Regions from separate parts of the Hordeum vulgare genome. Here region 1 is linked to region 2. The links are chromatin contacts, called in public Hi-C maps. All regions are on one chromosome and are shown on one strand. The core of a region is the stretch at or near the end of the contact, and the rest is flanking DNA. Distances in the headings are between cores, read along the strand shown. Region 1 has its middle 110 kb from the start of LOC123407021. Region 2 has its middle 340 kb from the start of LOC123410954.

What was found. Hi-C and Micro-C count contacts between places; a contact is called where the count stands out from the background.
Region 1: a contact with region 2 is called in a Hi-C map of seedling, with 3 times the contacts expected there. The contact joins two enhancer-like sites. A contact is called at or near these places in 2 of 6 Hi-C or Micro-C datasets (leaf and seedling).

The regions. Positions count from the first base shown.
Region 1 is chr7H:527,791,973-527,796,450 of MorexV3_pseudomolecules_assembly, reverse strand. No RefSeq gene overlaps it. Among protein-coding and RNA genes, the nearest start is that of LOC123407021, 110 kb to the left of the region's middle. Within about 2 kb of position 1,875, at least 3 of the 3 cell types and tissues checked have open chromatin away from gene starts, as enhancers often do. A contact at or near this core is called in seedling, where this site is marked.
Region 2 is chr7H:527,442,398-527,446,578 of MorexV3_pseudomolecules_assembly, reverse strand. No RefSeq gene overlaps it. Among protein-coding and RNA genes, the nearest start is that of LOC123410954, 340 kb to the right of the region's middle. Within about 2 kb of position 1,983, at least 2 of the 3 cell types and tissues checked have open chromatin away from gene starts, as enhancers often do. A contact at or near this core is called in seedling, where this site is marked.

The sequences.
Region 1 (4,478 bases), core at 626-3,125, 350 kb before region 2:
TGGAAGCATAGACGGAGGAACTTCAGGTGAGAGATGTCCTCATCCGAGCCCTCTACCATCAATATCGTGCCGTCTTCATATTGCAGATGGGTTAACCCGCCCCGGGGGACGAGGTGAGGGCAGATGCCCCTAATATTCCCAGCCCTCTAGGCGAGGTCCAAGATCGCCGCTAGGGCGTCCACTACTAGGTTAAAGAGGAAAGGGGATAGCGAGTCTCCGGTTCGTACCCCTTGCGTCATAGGAAAGAAAGGGCACACCTCCCCATTAATGTCGATTGCGGTGCGGCCACTTGACACGAGTTGCATGACCCGCGCTATCCAATGGGGGTCGAAGCCTCACTTCGATAAAACTTCCTAAAGGAATGACGAGTGGACCGTATCATACGCCTTGTGGAGGTCAATTTTGAAGAACACCGCTCGAAGGTGTTTCCTCCTAACTACATGAAGCATCTCGTGAAGGTTGAGAGTTCCGTCAAGAATGAATCGCCCCTTGGTGAACGTCGTCTGGTTAGGGTGATGTATTCGGGGGCAATCAGGGCTGCCCTAGTGGTGTACCCTTTGGCCAAAATCCAAAAGATCACATTGATAAGGATTGGGCGGAACTGCCTAATGTCCACATCCCCTTGCACCCGGATAAATGGTCCCATAATTTAGGCGAGATATGTCTAACGTTCCTCGCAAGAACCCGTGGAAGAGACATGATCTTTTAATAACAACTTGTTGGGTATCTGCTTAACTTGAGACCTTGTTGTATTAGACTTAATTTGCATGATATATATGAATGATTTGTGCTATTTCTTATTTGAACTTTGATGAATATTGTTTTGTCTGCATGAATTTCGTTTGATTTGTTAAAAAGCGGGCTGAAATGTATGCGGCTAATGTTGGATGTCATTATTCTGTATTCCTGTCTGCAAACTGATCTTCTCCTGTCCGTGAATAGATGTGGGAGAAAAATTACGGGTTATCGTTAGAGATGCCCTAACATCCTTGCGCAGTAGGACCTTGACAAGGTCCACTAGTACTGATCACTAGTGTATTTTCTTGGTTTCGGACATGATATTTTTGCACCGAGCTCAAATGAACTCGATTGAACAGTAATTTTGAAAAAATGTACAATGTTTAAAAAAATTTATTTTTTTTCTGGGCAAACTTTGACAATTTTTGTAAGTGCCCGTAAATTTTTATGATGAAATCACATTTGTGGAAGTCGTGGTAGAAAAACAAAATTGAAATTCTAAAATGCTACTTTCGGAAGCATTTTGAAACATCCATTTTGTTTTTTTGTCACGACTTCCAGAAATGTAATTTCGTATTGAAATTTTACGAGCTCTTAGACATTTTGTCAAAGTTTACTGAAAAAAATGCAGTTTTTTTAATATTTTACAAATTCGCTGTCCATCCGAAATTATTTGAGCTCGGGTGTAGAAGAGCACTTTCCCTTGGTTTCTGCCTTTTCAAAAGAGATGGTACAGAAGCGCACTTCCACTGCACGCGCAAGGAATTTTCTTGTTGCACGCGATAGGCTTAGAGAAATTCCCTAGTCGTGAATGGCTACGTACGCACGGCTCCAAAGCATGGCTCGACAACCACATACGCGGTCACGCACGGATGCACAACTCCATGGTGATCAATTACAAGCTTTTCCGTCGAAAATGCCAGCACCAAGTGTTCCGATCGAGCCGTCTCGTACGCGGCAGGCACTGACAAGGACTGAAATCTGCACCCGGCCTGCAATGCACCTGGAGCTGCATTGGTTGGTTACTAGTCATCACTCATTAGTAGAAACAGGAAACGGGCACGTCAAAGACTGCCTGAAAAGTGCACGCGGCGGCCGGGTTCACTGAACAAGGGCGACGTCTCGCTCGCCCATACGCTTTCGCTCCATCCCGTGTGTGTACGCCGGTGCACCACGTAGCTACGTGCGTTGCGTCCCTTCCCCCGACGACCGCGATGGGTAAAAGCGCACCCGAGATTGATTGCAAAACACGTCCATGTCCGTCAGTCGAGCGGAGCGGTGTATGGAGTAGTTGACGCATGACGTGGAGGGTCGTTATCTGCCAATTCCAACGGATAATTCTTATAAGCATTGCCTACACCCGGAAAGTAACACTAGTGGAAAACGGATCTTTGGCCTGGATCCTTTAGTCCGGACCTCCCTCTGGACCGGGACTAAAGGCTCGGCCACGTCGTCCCAAATCGCAATGGCGCTCACGAGGCTTTGGTCCCGGCCCGTAAGGAGCCTTTAGTCCCGGTTTGTGTCTCAAACCGGGACTAAAGGGTTACGCGGTGTGCAGCCCGCATGTGCGTCACCTTTAGTCCCGACTTGTGTCTCAAATCGGGACTAAAGTACTCTGCCTATATATAGCACAGCTCCCCTCTCCCCTCTTTCTTGCATTTTTCTTGGATGGAAGAGTGTGGGTGTGTGTTAGACCCTGTTTGGTTCCAATAAGTCAGGTGACTTAAAACCAGTGACTTATAAGTCACGCCTGTTTGGTTGTCACCTGACTTATAAGTCACCTGACCACATCTTCTCACCCTCCAGCCGCCGGAGCACGAAACAGAGCAGCAGCCGCACAAATCGGTGGGGAGTAGTTGCCGACCTGGGAGCCGTCACCAAAGAAGTCCTCTTCCTCGTCGGCGCCTTGGGAATCTTGGAAAAGGGCGGCGAAGCTCCGACCAGCCATGGTGGAGACCGGGCGGCGAGCGGAGGAGGCGAGCTGATCCGGGCGGAGGCGAGCCGATCCGGGCGTTGGGCGAGGCGGAGCTCGCGCTTCTGGCCTGGGCGAGCCGAGCGAGCTCGCGATGGAGCTCAGCGGCGACGAGGGCAGCAGCGGTGCGCGGTGGGGAGGGATGGGCGAGGCGTGCTGCGCGGTGGGTGGGGATGGAGCTCGGCGGCGGCAAGGCGCGCTGCGCGGTGGGGAGGAATGGAGCTCAGCGGCGGCGAGGCGCGCTGCGCGGTGGGAGCGGCGGCGAGGCGCGCTGCGCGGTGGGGAGCGGATGGGGCGAGCCGCCAGTCACGGGTGGGATGGGGCGGTGGGCACGGGTGGGATGCGTGAGGGAACAGGTTCGGCTGAAAAAGTGGTGGGACCCATCAAAAAGTAAGTGACTTATAAGTTTTAAGTTGGGGTATAGCAACTTATGACTTATAAGTTGGGGTGACTTATAAGTTAGGCCCTTTTGGCAAAATAAGTCACTTTTTGCACTTTTTAACTTATAAGTTGGTGACTTATTTGTAACCAAACAGGGCCTTAGCTCTCCATTTTCTTGATGCACTAGAGTGTTTGTTGAAATGTGTGTTAGAGCGATGCCGCTTCAGTTTACCGAACACAACTACGATATGAGATGACCGAGCCACGCTTAAACCTCTTCCTCTTTATTTCTACTTATTCTAAAAGGTTAGCAACTATATTTCCTCGTTTTGACCGTGCGGTACTAATTTTTAGGATCGTGATTGTATTTGATATACTGTCCTATAACGCAGATGAGCCATCCATGGATGTACGGTGATCGACGCACATCCGCTTACAGAGAAGGCGTGCATTTTTTTCGAGATGCAGCCGATGCGAACAAGCATGATGGTTGTTATATGTTTTGTCCATGTGTTGAATGTCGGAATGAGAAGGATTACACTTTCTCAAGAGTCATTCAGAGCCACCTGCTTCGGTCCGGTTTTATGTCGGGCTATAATGTTTGGACCAAGCACGGAGAAAGAGGGGTTATGATGGAAGACGACGATGAAGAAGAAGAGAACGATGATGACAACTACCGATCTATGTTCCCTGAGTATGCTGATACCGAAATGGAAGACAATGAAGAAGAAGATCAGGATGAAGAACGGGAACCAGATGAGCCCGCTGATGATCTTGGTCGGGTCATTTCTGATGCACGGCGAGGTTGCGACACAGAAAAGAAGAGGTTACAGTTCGAGCAGATGTTACAGGACCACAACAAATTGTTGTACCCAACTTGTGAAGATGGCCAGAAGAAGCTGGGTAGCACACTGGAATTGCTGAAGTGGAAGGCAGAGACCAGTGTGACTGACTCGTCATTCGAAAAGTTGCTGGTACTGATGAAGAAGATGCTTCCAAGAAAGAACGAATTGCCCGCCAGCACGTACGAAGCAAAGAAGCTTGTCTGCCCTCTAGGATTAGACGTGCAGAAGATACATGCATGCCCTAATGACTTCATCCTCTACCGCGGCGAGAAGTACGAGAATATGGATAAATGTCCGGTATGCACTGCATTGCGGTATAAGATCAGAAAAGATGACCCTGGTGATATTGAGGGCGAGCCACCCAGGAAGAGGGTTCCTACCAAGGTGATGTGGTATGCTCCTATAATACCACGGTTGAAACGTCCGTTCAGAAATAAAGATCATGCGAAGTTGTTGCGATGGCACATGGAAGATTGTATGAAAGACGATAAGTTGAGGCACACCGCTGATGGTCGACAGTGGAGAAAAATCGAGAGAGAGTT
Region 2 (4,181 bases), core at 734-3,233:
ATTTCTTCCAAGTTTGGTAGAAAGAAACTGGTCATGCAAATCCTCTAGATGACAGTCGACCTTAACAGCATATTGAACATCTCTTACCAACTTGGCAACTTGCTTAGATGCCCCAAAATCGGCAAGCTTAATGCAGCCTTTGCTATCAACAAGAATGTTTGCACGCCGAATTAAAAACAATCCCATGATCATGAAGATGATTAGCACAATTAAACAATCAGTGGTACAAAGATTCTAGTATATGTTCAGGCTTCAGAGTTTTTACCTTAATGTCTATGTATCATTGCATTGCTATGCAGATATTCCAACCTTTGCAAAATATGACTGATATACTTCCTAATCACCTAATCAAAACATGGAACGGATCAATTTCTCTTCTGTGAGTCAAATTACAGTAAACAACACGGATTGATGGTTACTTACTGCCTCCAGGAATGAACCGAGTTCTCCAAGAAGTGATTGGATAGACCCACCAGGAACAAACTCCAGTAGGATATTCAGTGTGTCTTCCTCCCGCACAGTCCCAAGGTACCTCTTCTCAAACCGAAGAGAGTAGATCAAAGAACTACTTTACTGTGAGCATCACTCCGGTGTCCAGGTTGACCTATTGATCTCCTCATCTGTCGATCTCCTCATCTGTCAATCCTAACTCAGCACACAAAGCCTGCTGCTGCCAGGACTGGCAATTTTTATAGATCCGCAGAATAACTAAATCCTCTCACGTGCCAGCAGCTTCCCGCAGTATATTTTTTATGTCTACCCACACTTAAATTACAAATGCAAGATTCTACACATCAACCATTTTAGCCTTAGACATCAGGAAATCATTTGCACTCGGAATTCTCTATTTTGCAGATTTTTGTTAACTGAATTATCATGTAGCAAGCACATGAAGGAAATGCGTTTTGTGCTTGCCCACCTCCACCTACTGTTCCACAATTTCTATCAAATATACTAAGTATCGCAAATCACGCATGGCAAAGTGACTACCTTCTTGTCCAGCCGGGAGTTTATTGGTCAACTAACCGATGGATTGCTCCGAACCCTCCGCCGCGGTCCATCATCTGCCTTTGCCGCAAGCGCCCCCTCCGCCGCACGGATCTGCCCGTCGGTGCTTGGTGCCGCCATGGGGACAGCTGACCTGCTACCATGGTAGACATGCCCGCCGACGCCCCCTCCGCAGCACCATTTGGGGAAACCTGCTGGAGCCGAGGAAACCAAGGTAGACATGCCCGAACGCGCCGGAGCCGACACCACTGGATTAGCGGTATCTCCCCCGCTCGCCCGCCCCCGTCGGTGGGCACGGGCGTCAGAGGCGGCGGGCGGTGCGGCGGCGAGGGGCTCTTGGGACGGCGGCGGGGCGGGCTCCTGGCATCGGGGGATCTCGCAGACGGATGCCACGGTGGTAGCGGCAACAATGGGCAATGGCGAGGGCTCCTAGCTCCGGGGGACGGACTGCAGGCTACTCGCGGCGCCAATGGTGCGACGGCAATCACGGAAGACTGGTCCTATGCGGTGGAGTCTGATTTTCTCCTTTTTTTCTTTTTTGAGGGGAAGTTTGGTTTCGTCCCGAGAAAGACCAGTCCTATGCGATGGAGTATGTTCAGCCAATTGTAATTGCTAAGTCCACCCAGCATACGGTGAATTAATGAGGGCTGTTAGATTAAGATCTGTGAGAATAATCGTGGGGTGGGGTGCTGATTGATTGATTGTTTTTATGGGACGTTTTATGAGGTGTGTGTAGTGTAATTCTTGTTAATTGTTTAATAGTAGTATAGATATAGATCAGTACTGACCACTGCAAATTTGGATGCATGCTCGCAGGATATGTGCGAGACAGCACAATGGATGAGCGAATTGTTCAGTCCCTACTCTATGGGCTGATTCTTCTAACTATTTGGGATGCATCCCACTGTGTCATGGACCATGTAATTAGTGGGACTTACGTACCGACTGAGGAGGAAATCCTACGTGCCGATCAATTTGGCACATAGTCAGGGCTTCGCACAAGGGTGCGACTATGTCTAATTTGACACGAACTAGCAGCACGTTTCGCCTCAAGAAGTCGTGGAATGGGTCGGTCCAGGCGTGGACCAAAGACTTTCATCGCTCTTTTTTATACTCTTTCGTTCACACATTTGCTTTCATTATCTGTTATAGCAAAAGGACCCGTGCGTTGTAACGGGAGAAAAACAATTATAATCTCCAATGATGCTGATCATATTATGTCTTTAAAATTTTAGGACATTTCTTGAAATGCATGAACATTTTTTGAATTAGCAAATATTTTTTTCAATTGCACTCAAAAAATAACACACAAACTTTTTTTCAAAATCATGGACTTTTATTGTTTTCACCAAAATTGTTCTCAAAATTATGAACTTTTTTTTGAATATGTGAATATTTTTACAAAAATTCTGAGCACTTTTTGAATTCACAAACATTTTATATTTTCTTCAAACTTTTATTTCAAAATTCCCAGTTTTATAAATTGCAAAAGTTTTTCAAAGTTCTAAATTATTTAAACAAAAAATGGAACAGAAAAATGAAAATAAAAAATGAGACTAAAAACAGAGGCACGAACTGTTTTTAAGATTTTCACACGGACTTTTGTTTAAAATCGTTGACTTTTTTATTTATGGACATTTTTTCAAAGTTTAAACATTTTTTTATATGCAAACATTTTTCAAAACTCATGAGTAGTTTTTGAATTCTCAAAAAGAATATGATTTTTTGAATATTTTATTTCGAAATTCTCAGTTTCTTAAAATTGAGAAAAGTTGTTTGAAGTTTTAAATTATTTAAAGTAGAAAAACAAAATGGAACTGAAAAGAAAAATAAAAGAACTAAACTAAAAAAACAGGCCCACGCATGGGCCGGCCCAAACAGGTGTGCTGCATCTTTTTCCAACGCCTAGAGCGTAATATAGGAGGTGCCTACATGGGCCGGCCCAGTCCGAAGATTTTCCTGTTTGAAATGTTTTTTATGACTTATAGGTGGCATTGATGGATAATTTTAGTCAACTTTAAGGACAATTTGGATGACGTACGGAAGAAGCACTATTTGCTTTATTAGTATTAGTATTAGTATTAGTATTAGTATTAGTATTAGTATTAGTATTAGTATTAGTAGGTAAGATAAAATTATTTCGTTACCTTTGCTTATATTACAAATATCCTAAGTATATGTATTATAAAAATAGCTTTGCATATAAATATGAAGAATGTTAACCGCACATTTCAATAATTTTAAACGTTATACAAACATTCTTCTGATTTATATGAAAATTGTACAATGTGTACAAAAAAAGAAGATATGAAAACGTATGTACGAAACAATGTTGATCGTGTACTTGAATTATTTGAAATGTGTATATATAATATATTCCTGGTGTACACAAAAAATATAAAATGTGCATGAAAAAAGTAGACGTCATAAGATATATGTACTAAAATATGTAAATAGTGTATTAGAAAAGTATTAAACGTGCGTATAACAAATGTACAATGTGTATGAAAAAAGCAGTCATAATAAATATATATGTTTAAAAAATGTTAACCATGTATTTGGAAAAAAAATGTACAATGTGTATGGAAAAACATAGATATAAAAATGCAAGTATTCCAAAAATGTTAATCATGTACTTTAAAAAGGTTAAGCATGTATCAAAAAAATGTTGCTGGTATATCCATAAAATATAGGATGTGTATAAAAAAGCTGACATAAATATTTATGTTTGAAAAGATTTGTAATCATTTACATGAAAGAATGTTTAATGTGCACACAAAAAATGTTTATTCAATGTAAAAAAATGTGCTCATAGATAAAACAAATGTGTTCCCTCCAAAAATGTACACAACGTTTTAAAGGAATACTGATGTCCTTCCAAAAAATGAAAGTGAATTTAAAAAAATGTTCATATAATGTTTGTTCATGTAGTTTGGCAACGTATTTACTGCCAAAAAAATGGTCAATATGTATTTGAATATTGTTGACCATGTATTAAAAAGGGTTCAAAACTATAAAAATGTACATCGTATATTTCAAAAAAATTATGTCATGTATTCAAAAAAATACTTAACGTGTGTCAAACATGTTTCACTTGTACTCCAAAAATGTATACTGGTACAATGCACTGAAAATAGATATATGTTAAAGAAAAATAGAAAAAACAAAAAAGA